Linked DNA regions of Sus scrofa: region 2 is linked to region 1. Evidence: chromatin contacts called from public Hi-C data. All regions are on one chromosome and are shown on one strand. The core of a region is the stretch at or near the end of the contact, and the rest is flanking DNA. Distances in the headings are between cores, read along the strand shown.

Evidence for each region. Hi-C and Micro-C count contacts between places; a contact is called where the count stands out from the background.
Region 2: a contact with region 1 is called in a Hi-C map of liver, with 7 times the contacts expected there. A contact is called at or near these places in 3 of 47 Hi-C or Micro-C datasets (epiblast stem cells and liver) and 1 of 2 datasets of targeted methods (alveolar macrophages).

The regions. Positions count from the first base shown.
Region 1 is chr4:117,552,089-117,559,600 of Sscrofa11.1, reverse strand. No RefSeq gene overlaps it. Among named protein-coding and RNA genes, the nearest start is that of VCAM1, 45 kb to the right of the region's middle.
Region 2 is chr4:117,698,654-117,706,165 of Sscrofa11.1, reverse strand. It overlaps CDC14A (dual specificity protein phosphatase CDC14A), which reads left to right. Exons shown (of 16, transcript XR_002343573.1): 9 at 4,963-5,193. Among named protein-coding and RNA genes, the nearest start is that of GPR88, 79 kb to the right of the region's middle.

The DNA.
Region 1 (7,512 bases), core at 1,716-4,215:
AGGAAGACTGAACTGATGTTCAGAAGCAGAACTGTGGCTCTCGGAAGTTTTATATTTCTTCTTTCTGGGAGGCTGGAAAAGTCTCTTGGTTATGGCAGAGGATTAATTTCTTCTGGAAGCCAGAAAGCAAAGGATCATACAGGATATTTTCTCCAGGAAGCCAGAGAATAAAGTATCGTGTTGGATCATTTTAATGGGCCTTAAAATGGCTTCCACTAGTATCCTTTTATGGAAAAAGAATAAGAGCATGTATGATGTATCCTTGTTGCCCAATAAATCACCGAAAAGTAAAATTTGGTGCTCTCCGCTGGGATTCCCCACCATCAATTCTACCACCTGACTTTGTGATGCGCCCATTGCTTTTGTGAATTGTGTATTTATATAGTAAATTAACAAATCAATATAATTTGATTTGATTTGATCAAGCTTTATAAATATATATGTACATACACACATATAAGACTTAGGCTTAACATTAATCATCACATTCATTACTAGAATTATGGATAAAACAACTGGAGAAAGGCCAACTGAGTTGAATGTGGGGAGGGAAATTCAGGGATAAAAATTTTTGAATGGGAAGTACTTGGTTTGGATTCTTGCCTTATTCTGAACCTGGGGACTCATTTGTCTTAGTTATCTCATTTGTCTTAGCTATCTACTATATGTTTGTTAGTAATCAAACATATCGATGCTTAGTGGCTTAAGACAACAGTTTGTAATTGTCTCTTCTCGTTTGATGGGCTGACTAGGCTTATCCGGGTAGACTTCCCTTGGGGTCTCATGCAGCTGCAGTTGTAGAGCTGCTGGGCTGCCGTCCTGTGAAGGACCACCGGGGCTGCTGGTGGTCCAGTACGGCTTCTTCATCGCATGTCTGGCATCTCTGTGCTCTGTGGCCTTTCTGTCTAGCAAAGTATCTTGGACTTCTGACACGGCAGCTCGGAGCACCAAGCAGCAGGACGTGGAAATGTCCACTCTTCACAAAGCCCAAACTCAAAACTAACGCAATGTCATTTCCGCAATATTCTGTTGGTTGAAGTCGTCAGGGGACATCCCAGATTCCAGGTGGTGAAGGAATCGACTCCACCTTTCGGCAAAGGCGTTGTATGCGTGGAGAAGGAGGGAAAGAATTGGCGACAGCCCTTTGGGAGATAAACTCCATTTAATTAGCTTGTGATCACTTTCCCTCTCATCTAGGAATTGCCAAGCCTTTTACAAAAGATTATTTTCTTTAAATATTAATTTTTTTGAAATCAACTTAGCTCTAGACTCTATTCTATAGTCAGAAAGTCAGAGATTTCCAATTGTGGTATATCTTCTAAAACTTATCTGGCAGCAGAATATGACTTTGACATGCAGTTCATTACCGCGTTATCAAACCATTAGATGCTTTTCCTTAAGAAAATAGATAAGCAGATTTGGATTCTCCTGCAACTTTTTGCTGGAGATCAACCATTTGGAATACTCTGATTTTATTTTTAAGCCTAGATCTGCAGGCCAATGGAAAGAATAATTTCCAGAATCAGCCTGGTCATAACTTTTGGTCAATGAGATGTATCTATTTTAACTGCACCAAGGTCCACAGATATGGACAACCATGTGTGCCTTTGTCAGTCTTATGTATCAGACCTAGAGTGCAGTTGTACAAGCATGGGAAGCCAAACAAGGCGGTACCAGTTTGAGGTGGATCAAGTCCAGCACTGACCAGGAGTGAGGAGTCAGCAAGAGTTGGCAGGTGTAGAATCAGAAGCCAACCGGGGAAGTCGCCAGGAGATTCCAAAAAAGTGGGAAGGGCAAGCAGCCCAAGCAGGATAAGAGCCAACATAAGAACTGAGCTAACCCAGGAGACGTTCCATCCCTAGGGTAGCAGCTAATAGCAACAGAAACAGACAAGCAAGTTATTAACAAGCTGCTTTAAATACTTAATAAGACAGAGATAGAACAAAGCTAAGAGAGCAGGAAGCAGCAATTGAGAAAATACACCTTTGAGGTGCACCCATAATTATGCAAGACAGGGAAGTCTTTGCAACTCAGCTGCTCAACCCCTTCCAGTCATCCCTAAGGAAATTTCCTTCAGGCTGGACAAGAATCTGAAAAATCCATAACGCCGTAGGTTTAGGAATTCCCCATTCTTGTTGTTATGAAGAGTTGTCTCACACCCTCCTGTGATCATGACTTTCATTTAACTCACATAAAATGTTTGCAAAGTGTTTGTCATGTAGCACTCAATGCATGTTTATTCCTCCCCTGCTTTTCCTTTAGCAAGAGGCAACTCCTGGCCCCACATCATGAGGGTAGTGCTGATTTGGTTTTGTGATCAATATGTGACTATTCTTTTGTTCTCCCTATTGTGACTGCCTTTATTTCTCTTTGACTTAAAAAATACATTTAGTGCCCAATTTGCAAATTATTTCCTGCTTTTTTTTTCTTTTTCCTTCTACGGCCGCACAGGTGGCATGTGGAAGTTCCCAGGCCAGGGGCTGAATTGAAGCTGCAGCTGAATATGTAGACGATTCTCAGTTGGTTGATATCACCCATGTCGCCACACGCTACTGATCACTTTGAATAGAATCCGAGTCACCATAATTCTCTGAATGGTACGTGTCGATTTCAACGTAGGAACAAATTGGATAATCATGAAAAGTAGTTGCCTACATGGCGTATAAAAGAGTCTGCTCTGATCCAAGTTCCTTTGAAACAAGGTTAAATTGAACCAAAAGAAGTTAAGACGATGAGAAGGAAAAGATTCACGGGCCCAAAACATCTCTATGATAAGGACTTGGTAGAAATTTTCAGAAAAGGCCAAACATCGCCTCTCTCATTTATGAAGAAATCTAAATAAAGATTATATATGAAGATGAAATGACCTCAGAATGAACGCTTTCATGAGAATCCAAGCTGTCACATCCTGTATTAGCAGAAACGCTCATCAGCACACCCTGAAGCAGAGGGCCACTGTTGAATACCGTAATTCAAGTGAGAAATGGCAAAAGCAGACTTACTTTCCAGAACTACCCAGTTAATCAAAAAGCCTGGAACTATTCCCAGGATGCTTTTTTTAAAAGTCTAGACAAAACCTCAAGATAACCTTTGCACAGTTGATCTAACGCCAATGGGATATGAGAAGAGACAGTGGGAGAGCCGCATTATCAAGGGGGGTTTACAGAGAATAAAGCGATGTGCAAATGGAGACTAGGAGAGAAAAGGTAAAGGCAACTCATTTGTGTGCCGGGTTTCAGGGGGGAGCGTAGGGGTGGGCAAGGAAACATTCAAGGGAAAGAAGAAACAGTTCTACAATGTGGAGGAAGTTGATCAGACTTCAGCTTCCCCAGAGGATAAGCATTACATAATTATTAACTTGTACTTGGCACCCGATTTAGTCCCCACACAAAGAATTAACTCAAACCTAGGAAAAACCCTGAAAGAGGGGACATTTTATTTGAAGGTGGGTGCTGTGGGTAGAATAATAAATAAAAATATTTTTATTCTCACTGATGACTTCCAAGTGGAAGTTCCAAACTCCACAGTGACCAGTGGAAAAAATTCAGCTGGATGAGAGCATTGTTTAATTCCTCAGCGATGACTTGGGGTCCAGAGGTAGCTTTGTGTTGCATTGTTGCACTTATAGTTGAATCTAATTAGAGCCTCTCATCTTCCCTCCAATTTTGAATGACAAGAAAATTGGGAACTTTGGCTTTTCTTGAGAGGCTCAAATAAAACACACAAGTAAATCTCACGTGGCCCATATACAATGGATTAGTTACGCAGTTCAAGTGCTCTCTGACTTTACCCAGCTGCTCCTTGAGATTTTATCTCGAAGCACATCTATTTCATTTGGTCAACTGAAACTATAAAATACTCTCTAAGAAGGTCAGGTAACACAAATAGATACCAGTAGGAGGTAATTTTTCTCTCCCCACCACCACTTTTTTCAATTAGCTGAAGATAAATATTCCAAACATAGCCACCTCTACCCTCCGCTTCTAGATACGTACCCAGGAGAAACAGGTCCACCTCAAAGATATACAAGAATGTTCACAGTAGCTTTATTCATAATAACCAAAGATTTTAACAAACTCCAATGTCCATCAACAATAGAATATTACAAAACACTGGAAAAGAGCCAGCTGTTGTCACAGGGAGCAACATGGATGAAACTCACAGAAATCATGTTGAGTGAAAGAAGACAGGGGAGTTCCTGTTGTGGTTCAGTGGGTTAAGAACCCAACACATCTCCATGAGGATGCAGGTTCAATCCCCGGCTCCGCTCAGGGGGTTAAGGATCTGGTGTTGCTGCAAGCTTTGGCGTAGGTCACAGATGGGGCTCAGATCCTGCTTTGCTGTGGCTGTGGCGTAGGCCGGCAGCTGAAGCTCTGATTCGAGCCCTAGCCTGGGAACTTCCATATGCCTCAGGTGAGGCTGTAAATAGAAAAAAGGGGGGCAGAAAAGGAAATAGGCACAAAAGAATATAATTATGATTCCATTTTATACAAAGTTTACAGATAGTTAAAACTAACTCACGGTGATAGAAGAATAGTGATTATCTTATTAATAGTGAATAGTGATAGAAGAAGGGGGACTGCAAATGGGCACCAGGAAGGCTTCTAGAAGGCTGGAAATAGTTTACGTCTTGTCTCCATGATAGTTCCATGGATGTGTAGGTATACAAAAATAATTAAGCTGGGTACTTAAGATTTAAGCAGTTTACTGTGTGTATAATCTACTCAATTTTAAACAACTTAGGAGGAAAAGGAGCCTTGTCAGACGTTTAGATTTGGAGACCTCCAAATTTAAGCTTCTACTCAAGACACCAACTCTACCTTGGTGATAGAATGATGATATCATGATGGCTGTATCCAGGAACTCTCTGTGAATATAGTTTGTGGCCCAAATTTTAGAAAAGTCAGCAGCATAAAAGGAAATTTTGGCTCAAAATAGCTTTTCTATACATATTGGAATCAATAGTAATGATACCAACCACTGTGTGTGGTGCATGTAATACACAGTACAGAGTATGGGTTCATTTATTGTCAACAATATTTTTCGTCATTTCTTACTGTCTTGGATTTAAAGGATCCCCTTTAAAGTACGGTGAAGTATAGAAACCTGAACCGGGTAAGTAGCTCCTTTTATGAAACTCTCATAACAAAGTTTATTTCCGTCTGCTTTACTGTGTTAGCAAATATTTTGCCAAAGGAGATTAGAGAAGAGGGAGCTTGAACCTTGCTCATAGAATTGTTTTACTTCAGTTTTCTTCAAATAGAGCAACCTCTCTTGAGTGTTTCTCTGATTCTGATAGTTAATCTTCAGGAGTCATCAATAAAATTTTAGCTTTAGGCATCACACACACACACAAAAAAAGAAACAATTTTTAATCACTTGACTTTTTGAGAAGTCCTTAAGCTTGATTTGGGTGATTTTTCTTCATGGTTCAAATAAACCATTTCTCTACTTACAGGAAGCACATGTTTCCATTCCAAGGAAGAGACGCTCTCTTGCATTTAGGAATTTTGAATCCAGTTAAGGAACCAATACCTAGTGGGGTGACTGAGAGCACTGCAGAGGCCATTGGTAGGTGAGGTCCCGCTAGGATGCTGCAGAGACTCCTCCTGGATGCCAGAGTGGTCCAAGAGGTAAAGTCACATGGGAACAGTTTCCGTCTCAAATGAATAGTGTTTCGCTGGGGGACGCTGTTTGCTCCTGGGTAGAAGTCTTTGGAAGCTGTGCCCTAATCAACCTGGGAGCACCCAGGTTCATAAGCTTTGTCTCTGCTTCAAGTTCAAAACCCAGCTCCTTGGCTGCTGTTTGGAAACTATGAGAAAAGTCAGTTGAATCATAGCAGTGGTCGTGGAGCAATCACAACTTAAAAGCAAAACACTGAAATAGTACAAAGCACCTGAGCACCTTACCATCTGGAAGCCAGTGCTTTTAAGGGAGAAGGCACAGACCCTGAGGCTTGACAGGTAGATGGAAACTTGGTAGTGTGGGGTTGGGGTCCAATGAACAGCAATTCAGGGTGCTCTCTTGGTTGCTGCTGCCTGAAAAAGGAGTCTTGTACCAGCTCGTTATGGAGGGTCCTGGGTAAGCTTTTCCGGAAGCATTATTTGAAAGTTTCTAGCGAATGCATGACTCTTAGTAAGATGTGGGGACAAAAAGCTATAAACATCATAATATAGAATTTTGTCAGCTGTTGTTTTAGCGGTTTAGAATGAATTTATTCAGTATCTGCTTGTGTTGCACACCCATCAAGTTGAAGCACCAGCAGAACAAGGCAGTCTCTAATCTCATGGAGCTTAGGGAACTGCTCTAAGAATTTCTTCATCAAAGATAGTACACATCTCATGTGATTGGTTATCACGAGGGTTAAATGAGATCGTGCATTTCAACTTTTTTTTTTTTTCATTGTGTGGCAAATAGCAAGCCCTCTTTTGATGTGAAGTCCGAGAGGTAGACACAGGCTTATGAAGGACAGGGTGCTGTGGGAACACATAGAAAGGATACATCAGTCAATCTGAGGGCAGAACATCAAGAAAGGTCCCCTTGAGGAGGTGAACACTTGTGTAAGACCTACAAACAGAATGAGGAGGAGAGAGCCTGTAGAAGAGGAGGGGGTTCCCTCTGAGGCAGTGGTGCTACAGGGGTGCAGAAGTGAGAGGGAATTGGCAGGAGCTCGGGGTGGTTGGGGAGCAGAGCTGCAGCTTGGCAGTTTTAAGGGATGAGGCTGGTAGGTGAAGGGAGCTGGTAAACCAGCTCTGGCGGGGGAGGGGGTTGACCAGTTTCTATAACATGACTGTTTCCATCCTGGCGGATTTCAGCTGCCCCCAGTTTAATAACTGGCCTGCAAAATTCCTGGATTTTTAAAAATCAACTCTGTGGCAGGTGCAAGTGACCTGCAGGTGACTTCCTGGTGGCTGGGTGAAGAGCAACAGATTGCCATTGGCATGCTTTCAGCCAGGGGGACAGAGTATTGGATCAGTGTTTTAGAAAGATCGCTCTGGCTTCAGGGAGGAGGGACGAGGCAAGGGAGGCACGTGCATTCACGCAGGTTAGAAATTAAGAGAAATTCCATGGAGGGAGCAACAGTCGGGACTTCGAAGATTTTAGAGCAGCAGATGATTCACCAGATTAGAGCGGGAGAGCATCCAAGAAGTTAAGTCTGGGATCTGGGCTTGAGGACAGGGTGGGCTCTGGCGCCGTTCTCTAAAACAGGCACCCCAGAGAGTCCGGAAGGTCTGGGAGGACACGAACTTACACACTTGAACTTACTAGTTTAAGCTCCTTATCCAAGTGATGATCTCCGGGAGGCAGCTGGCTCTCCATGTCTCAGCCCAGATCTGGAAGGAAGATTGAGAGTTGAAAATTACCCGCATAGCCATGATAACCAAAGCTTTGCTAGCGCCTGCGGTCACCAGGGAGCCTGGAGCAGAACCTTGAGGACATCACGTGTAAGGGACTGCACCAAAGAAAGGGAAGGGAAAAGGGCCAAGGCAGAGTGGCTGGATGGTTAGGAGG
Region 2 (7,512 bases), core at 2,951-5,450, 150 kb before region 1:
TTTTCTTTCCGTCTGCTTCTCTGCATTTTTTATTTGCATAATTTTTTCTCTCTCAGAGAGTACATGAAAATATTCATTTCTTTCTTTCTTTCTTTTAACCAGCCTGGAGTCAAAACATAATTACTGGCAGCTTTTTTTTTTCACTTAACACATCATAGACTTCTTTCCATGGCGGTAAATGTAGATCTTCATTATAATTTTCCATGACTGTATTCAGTGACTGTGCCATAATTTCATTAATCAGTCCACTTTTTGAATGAGATCTAAGTTGTTCACAGTTTTTCACTTTTTAAAAACTGGTGGTTGGCATACATCTCCACATATCTTTTTTGTAGCCGTAGTTTCTTCTAAATTCTATGTAGAACCGCTACACAAAAAGATATGAGTATTTTGTGTCAATTCTTAATTGTCAAAAATCTTAAAAATTCTTTTTGGTCCCATATTACAATATAGGGAAATAATTAGCCACCGTTTGCTTATATGCTAGGAGTGGTACTAAGCCTTCTGTGCACCTCATCTATTTAATAATCAGAACCACCCTCTGGACAGCTGGTAGTTACTTTACGGAAGAGAAGATGGAAGCTTGGTAACCTAACTTGGCCAGCTTCTCACAGCTGGAAAGTGGCAGGGTGTCGATTCAAACACAGATCTCTCTGATTAAAGTCTGTTATTTTTAATTTTATTACAGAGGCAGTATATTTCACTACAGAAAGTTTAAGCAATCTATATAAAAAGTCACCTGTAATTATATAACTTAGAAATAGCCACTGTTAAGATATCATTTGCTCTGAATACATGGTTTTTTTCTTTGCATGTATGGTGCCCTCTCACATTGAGAAAAAAAGGTCTGAAATTGCTGCTTACCTGATACTTGCCAGTTTTTTTGTCTGCAACAATTTCATTTAAGGCTATTGTTGGTAAAATATTGATAATTTACTGGAATCCCCATTTTAGATCTGATACTCACTGGAAACTTCATGGTATTTTTGGTAAAGGGTTTTAAGTTTGTAAATCCTTTTTGGACTTAATAATTCTCTGATGGAATTAATAAACTTGATCCAATTACCCTGAAATGCTGGCTCATTCTTTTTTTTTTTTTCTTTTTTTCATTTTTCTTTTTGAGTTGAGAAATCCTGAGTTTCCTGAGGAGACCGAAAGTCATTTTAGGGGTTTGTTAGTAGAGAAGGTGGATTTTTAAGGAATTAACACTTAAATAGCTGTTGCTAGGATGTAGCAAATGGAAGCCCTAAAATCTTGGGATCTGGCAGAATGCATTGTAACTGTTTTAAGTAATGTGTTGTGTCAACAGAGACCAAGGAGGAGCTTCTTTCAGTCATCATTGTTCACATTGTTTTGCCAAGGGGGCGGGGGAACCTTACCTCCTACCCTTTTTTGGTCAAACAAGTTTGAATTGATAAATGAATAATATAGCAGTAGAACAAAGCATATTTCAGATTTCAAATCCCCCCCCTCCAAATTCTCAGATGGGAACATGCCCTTCATCTCTATTTTTTTAAGGAAAGCAAGCAAGCACAGAGAAAAAAACCCTTGAGACAGGGAATCCCAACAATTTGAAGTGTCAGCCTGCTCATTTAAAGAGAGAAGCCAGCCAGGTGTGAAGAGCCTGAGCTGACTGACTCCTGGCTCCACCTTAAACTGGCTGTGTGAACTTCTGAGAGTTCCTGAATGTTCTTCTCTCATCATCAGTTTCCTCTTTGTGTCAAATGGGGAAATAGGATGCACATTGCAGGCATTTGGTGAGGAGTAGAGATGTTACAGGAAATGCCTTCTGCAGTGTCAGGCACATTAATAGGTACTTACTAGATAGCAGATGTTCTGATTACAGTTTTATCACTATGGACCTAATAAACATATTTTATTGCTGTCCACATTTACCTGCTTATTTTGCAGTTTTCAGTTTTAAGGGAAAATGGGTGGAATAATCATTTGACTCTACTGTTCTTCAGTTGCTTAACTTTCACAGAGAAGCTGGGAAGAGATGAATTTTACAATCTCTCTTAGCTCTGAAATTGCATCTCTTTGGTCAATGCCAGGGCTCTGCCTGTGCTTTACTGATGCCAGGGCACCATCTAGTGGCCAGATGGAGTAAGGATCAGATTGGACACAGGGTTGGACACATGCTCCGTCAGCTCTGTGCGCATTACCAAAGCCATTCCCCCCTTAAAAGCATCCAGATACACCGAAAACACCCACAAATAGTTGTTCGGAGGTTATTGTCATTTTTTTTTGGTTATAACTCATTTGAAATGCTTTTGAGGATTTTTTAAATTTACAGTTGATTTACAATGTTGTGTCAATTTCTGCTATACAGCAAAGTGATTGTCATACAAATATATGTATGTGTATATACCTACATACATTCAAAAAAGATTATTTTCCACCATGTTCTATCCCAGGAGACTGTATATAGTTTCCTGTGCTATACAGTAGGACCTTTTGAGGATTTAAAGAAACTTCCTCAACCAGCTCTAGGAAGTGCAGCCTCAAATGTTCAGTCCTGTCTCATTTTTTGAAGACCTAACTAATTGAATCAAGTTGGACTTTACCTGAAATCAGCCTCAGCACAAGCCCTGGAATCTGACTGCCAATGTTCAAATGCTGCCTCTCTCTCTTCCCAGCAGTGTGTGCAGGGGCCAGTCCCCTTTCGCAGGCAACAGGGACTGAGCCATTGTAAGGCTGAATGAGATAATATTCATGAAGCACTAAGCTTAGTACCTGGCACAAAGTAAGCACTTCGGTAAATGTTAGAGTGATTATTATTGTTATTGTTACTATTTCAATGCCCCACTGCCATATTTGGATAACTGTTCAGGGTTCTTTTCTCAAAAGACAGACACGGTTTCTCTTGATAGTTGATTTGAGTGTATTATTTGTAATGCCATTTACTGCTGATGGAAACTCAAATATGAAGAGAAGTTCTTACAGCCTTGGTGGAGGAGGGGAGGGGACAGACACCCAATGAACTGTGAGCACATTTCATGGGAGTCGCCACAGAGGTGCCAGGTATGCTAGGAACCCAGGGTCAGAAGCACTTGTCAGCCTGTCACACCAGGAGAAGGTCCCGTGCCACGTATTATGGGTCCTCTCCTTCCATTTCTCCCATGATAGAGAAGCTCCTGTTTCCTTATGCCAGCCTCAGTTATTTTCCCCTTTAGGCTGTAAAATGATTTGAGCAAATAAACCAACTAAGAAAACAGATTTGAATTTTTCCAAGTTGAAAGGCATGTTTTCTCTAAATGTGTATAAGTCACTGTTTCTGTGCAGAACATCGTGAATGAGCTTCATATTACCTGTTTGCTCCAAAGCAGCATGGCTTGTGAAAATAGCATAGCTGTACTGTGGATCGGTTAGGCCAGTCTGCTCATTCTGCCTCCAGTCATTGTGTGACCTTGGCCAGTTAGGGCTCTGTGTTGCAGGCAGCGGAACCAATTCTCATCAACGGAACCCAAAAGGCATACTGGAATTGTATTGGGGAGCTCACAGCCTTCAAGGGGAGGCTGGAGAATGAGGTTTAGAAAATGAACAGGATCTGAGAGAGCTCGTGTATCAGTAGGATCCAGCCTGAAATGGAAGCTACTTAATTTCGAACAGAGGGAATGCAGTATAAGGAATTTGTCAGAGAGAAGGCTAAAAAGTAAAAGGGTAACTGAAAAAAACAAAAACAAAAACGAAACCCCACAAAAAATCCAGCATATTAAGGAAGAAATAGCTATTGCCTTTAAGGCTGAGGGGACAGAAAAGAAAACGTGGGGTTCCCAGACCCAGGGAGCTGGGCGGGTGCTGGGAGCCTGAAGGCTGGTGCTTGCATCTGGGGGCTGGGCTTGCATTTGGCAGGAGAGCCTGATGCTGGGCTGTAGGCTGGTGCTGGGAGTGTCCTCCCTTCTGCCACTAAAGCCTTGCTGGCAGGAGGACAGGAGACCCCCCTTCTCCCTCCCTCGGCCTCTAGTTGCTCAGCTTGTGCTTCAGGGCCTCTCACTTTTCCCTCTGACAGGAAGCCAGTGGGAAAGGTAGCTGGGGAAGTGTAATACATGCAGCCCAGCCGAGGCAGCTGAGAGCTGGCTTGACCTGAGAGAAGGTGGGAAATGACCAGCAAGGGCAAGATCCGAGGCCGTGGAAAATTCAGCCAGGGACACAGTACAGAAACTGCTGGTTCACTTTACTGGCTGCTGCTGCCTACCTGGCTTAGAGCCCAGTACCATGGATGAGTTCCAGTGTAATCAGTGCGCTGAGAAATTAGTCCCCTTAACCCCTGGGGCTGCCCAGCAAGGCAAAGTGCCCACTGGTCACCTTGGTTGGCGGCCCAACTGTTTGTAACCCAGCCGACTGCTGCTCCCAGGAACACTCACCAGATGCTGAACCCACTCACCTTAGAAGGGGGTTGGAGGCTGAGCATCTGTTCTCCAAACAGAAAAGGTCTACAAAAAAAGATGCTAACTTCACCTCATGTAGTTTTGTAATCTGTTACATGGGGTTTACAATTTTTTTCTTAATAGGTTGTTTTGAGAATTAAAGGGAATTATCTGCCCTTGTGACTTGTGCATGGCAGGTGCTCAGGAAGCAGTCTGTTGCAGGGGTTGCGCTGTGGATGAAAACTGCAGGTCTGGCAAAAAGGCTTTCACCATAGTTCACAGGTGTTTGTCAAGAGGAGCCAAAAGCACAAAGAGTTATTCCGAGCCTACTGTGCACATCCGAGCGCCTCCAGAGGCCTGCTTCGGTTAAGGTGGAGTGCGCTCCCCAGCATTCAGAGCTTTTTCCAGTTGGAGAAGGTTTCTTTCCTTCCTAGGTGTTTCTCTCCGTTATTCAGACTGCTGGGCCCACCTCACTCATGAAATCGCTTTGCTCCCGATCTCTGTTGAGATGAAGGATCTTCCCTGCGAAGGGTGTTGGGGTTCCTAAGATGAAATGCGTCCCTCCGGCTCACAGCTTCTCTCTCTCCTTTAGGTTATCCGCTTCACGCCCCCGAGGCCTACTTTCCTTATTTCAAAAAGCATAACGTGACTGCAGTTGTGAGGCTGAACAAAAAGATCTACGAGGCGAAGCGCTTCACAGACGCCGGCTTCGAGCACTACGACCTCTTCTTCATCGACGGCAGCACACCCAGCGACAACATCGTGCGAAGGTTCCTGAACATCTGCGAGAACACCGAGGGGGCCATCGCGGTTCACTGCAAAGGTGCGCGCGAGGAGAAGGCCTGGGGTCCTGGGTTTCTGAAAGGGAAGCAGAACCAGTTGGCGCCTTGAGGGGGTTGGGGGGGGGAGAGTCATTTTTGGTTTCAGAAAACTGGAACGCAAGCCCCCTTAAGTAACCCCTTCCTAAAGAACGGGTTGCTTGGATGTGGACGGTGGGTGGGGAGTGGCTTTCTGGACAAGGCAGTTTTTCCGGCCTTACCTTCCCGAGTTCGGGCTCGCCGACCCCAGACGCCAGGAGGAGGGAATCACCGCAGCAGGCGGTAGGCTGGCAGGAACGTCTCCAAGTCTGTACCTTTGCCCCCAGGCAAGGGTTGCTGGTTCCCTCGTCCCTCCCTGCTCTGAAATTGTGGGTCCTTTTCCCACCCCCTCCGCCGCTATGCCCCTACTTCATGACCCCGCCGTCTATCTGGAGCCCCACTTCGCCTTCCGCGTTTCCTCTCCCCTGTTAGTCTTTTGCATCGCGGGACAGGGTCTTTCCCGCTCATTGCTGGGGGACCGCAGCCTACTGCGCTCATCGCTAGCTTCCCTGTCGCAGTTGTGTTACTGCCTCTTGAATGGAAGACTTAAGCTATGTGAATGCATCTCTGGTCTCCGGGAGTGGGTATTTTGTGGGGTTTTGTGTGTGTGTGTGTGTCTTTTTGCCATTTCTTGGGCCGCTCCCGCGGCGTATGGAGGTTCCCAGGCTAGGGGTCGAATCGGAGCTGTAGCCACCGGCCTACGCCAGAGCCACAGCAACGCGGGATCCGAGCCACGTCTGCGACCTACACCACAGCTCACGGCAACGCCAGATCCTTAATCCACTGAGCAAGGTCAGGGATCCAACCCGCAACCTCATGGTTCCTAGTCGGACTCGTTAACCACTGCGCCACAACGGGAACTCCAGGAGCGGGTATTTTGGGATAGAGGTGGTTTAGATTATAGGAGGTGTAGGGGCGCCAGATTTAGCAAATAAAAATAGTGGATGCTCCGTTAAATTTGAACTTTAGATAGTGAGGACTTCTCTAGCATGTCTCAAATATGGCACCAAACAGACATTCTGTTTTACCTGGAAATCTTGTGTCAGCTACTCAGAAAATGTGAAATAAGATTTGCTCTCAGCCTGGTTGTTAGCTTCTGAGGAGGCTCGCATTCGAGATTTTTCAGCACGGTGAAAGATATTTTACTGAGATTTCAGTGAGGGGATGGAGCCGGGACGGAACCTCTCGCTCCTCACGTGCAGCTTTTCATATCGCCACTGGGTGGTGCTGTTCTCCGGCTTTGCGTCTGCGAACCGGTTTCTGTCCCTTTTTATGCTAATAGTCTGGTAGGTGTGGGGGATTGTACTGTTCCTCTGCCTAGCGCTGCTGTAATTGACTTATTCAGACGAGCATGGCTTTGGTTCTGACAGAAATTAAAATACCATTCTGTAGGCCCTTGTTTCTATGTTTAAGATGTGAGTAGGCGGGAGGTGCTTTGCTGAACAGAGGAGCAGCAACTGGAAGCTGCATTTTGCCGGAGCCCCTGCGACGGAAACGCGGCATGTGGCCCGGGGTTCAGCTGAGGGCTCCTCTGTCAAACTTCGTCCACGTGGACAGAACCCCCTCCGCGTTTCTTAGCAGGATGGGCCCCTGACTTGCAGGACTCTCTGTCCCGGGGGTGGGGTGGTGGATCTGTGAGGGAGTTGTCTTTTGCTCACGCCCTGTGAACGTCTGCTTTCCGTTCCCCCGGGGTGGCGGTGCGCTGGCTCGCCCCCCGTGTCACTCGTCTGCACCCTGGCTTTGCCTCTGTCCCATCTTGTTAAAGCTTGCCCGGGCCCAAGGAAAGGCCTGCATTTCACATGCACTCGGAACCTCGGCATCCACGCGATCCCGCATCCGCCAGGTGGACTGCAAAGGGCTTGGGCATCCGCGGGTTTCGCCCTCCGCGGGGGTCCTGGCACCAGTCCCTCTCGGAGGCCTAGAGACACCCGAGTGTCACTGGAACTCGAGAGCTAATGGGAACATGGTAGCTGCTAAAATTTAGTAGGAGTTTTTCATATGCTGCCTTTCAAAGTTTATTTGTTCACATATACAGGTGGTGACGCCTTTTTGAGAGTGTTTCTTTTTCATAAATTTAATTTTATTGGAGTGTAGTTGACCTACAATGCTGTATTAGTTTCAGGTGTGCTGCAAAGTGAATCAGTCACACATGTAAATATATCCATCCTTTTTTCCCATACAGAGCATTACAAACTGTTGAGATTTTCCTGTGCTACACAGTAGGTTCTTGTTAATCATCTTTTTTCTTTTTTTACTTTTTAGGGCCACACTTGCAGCATATGGAA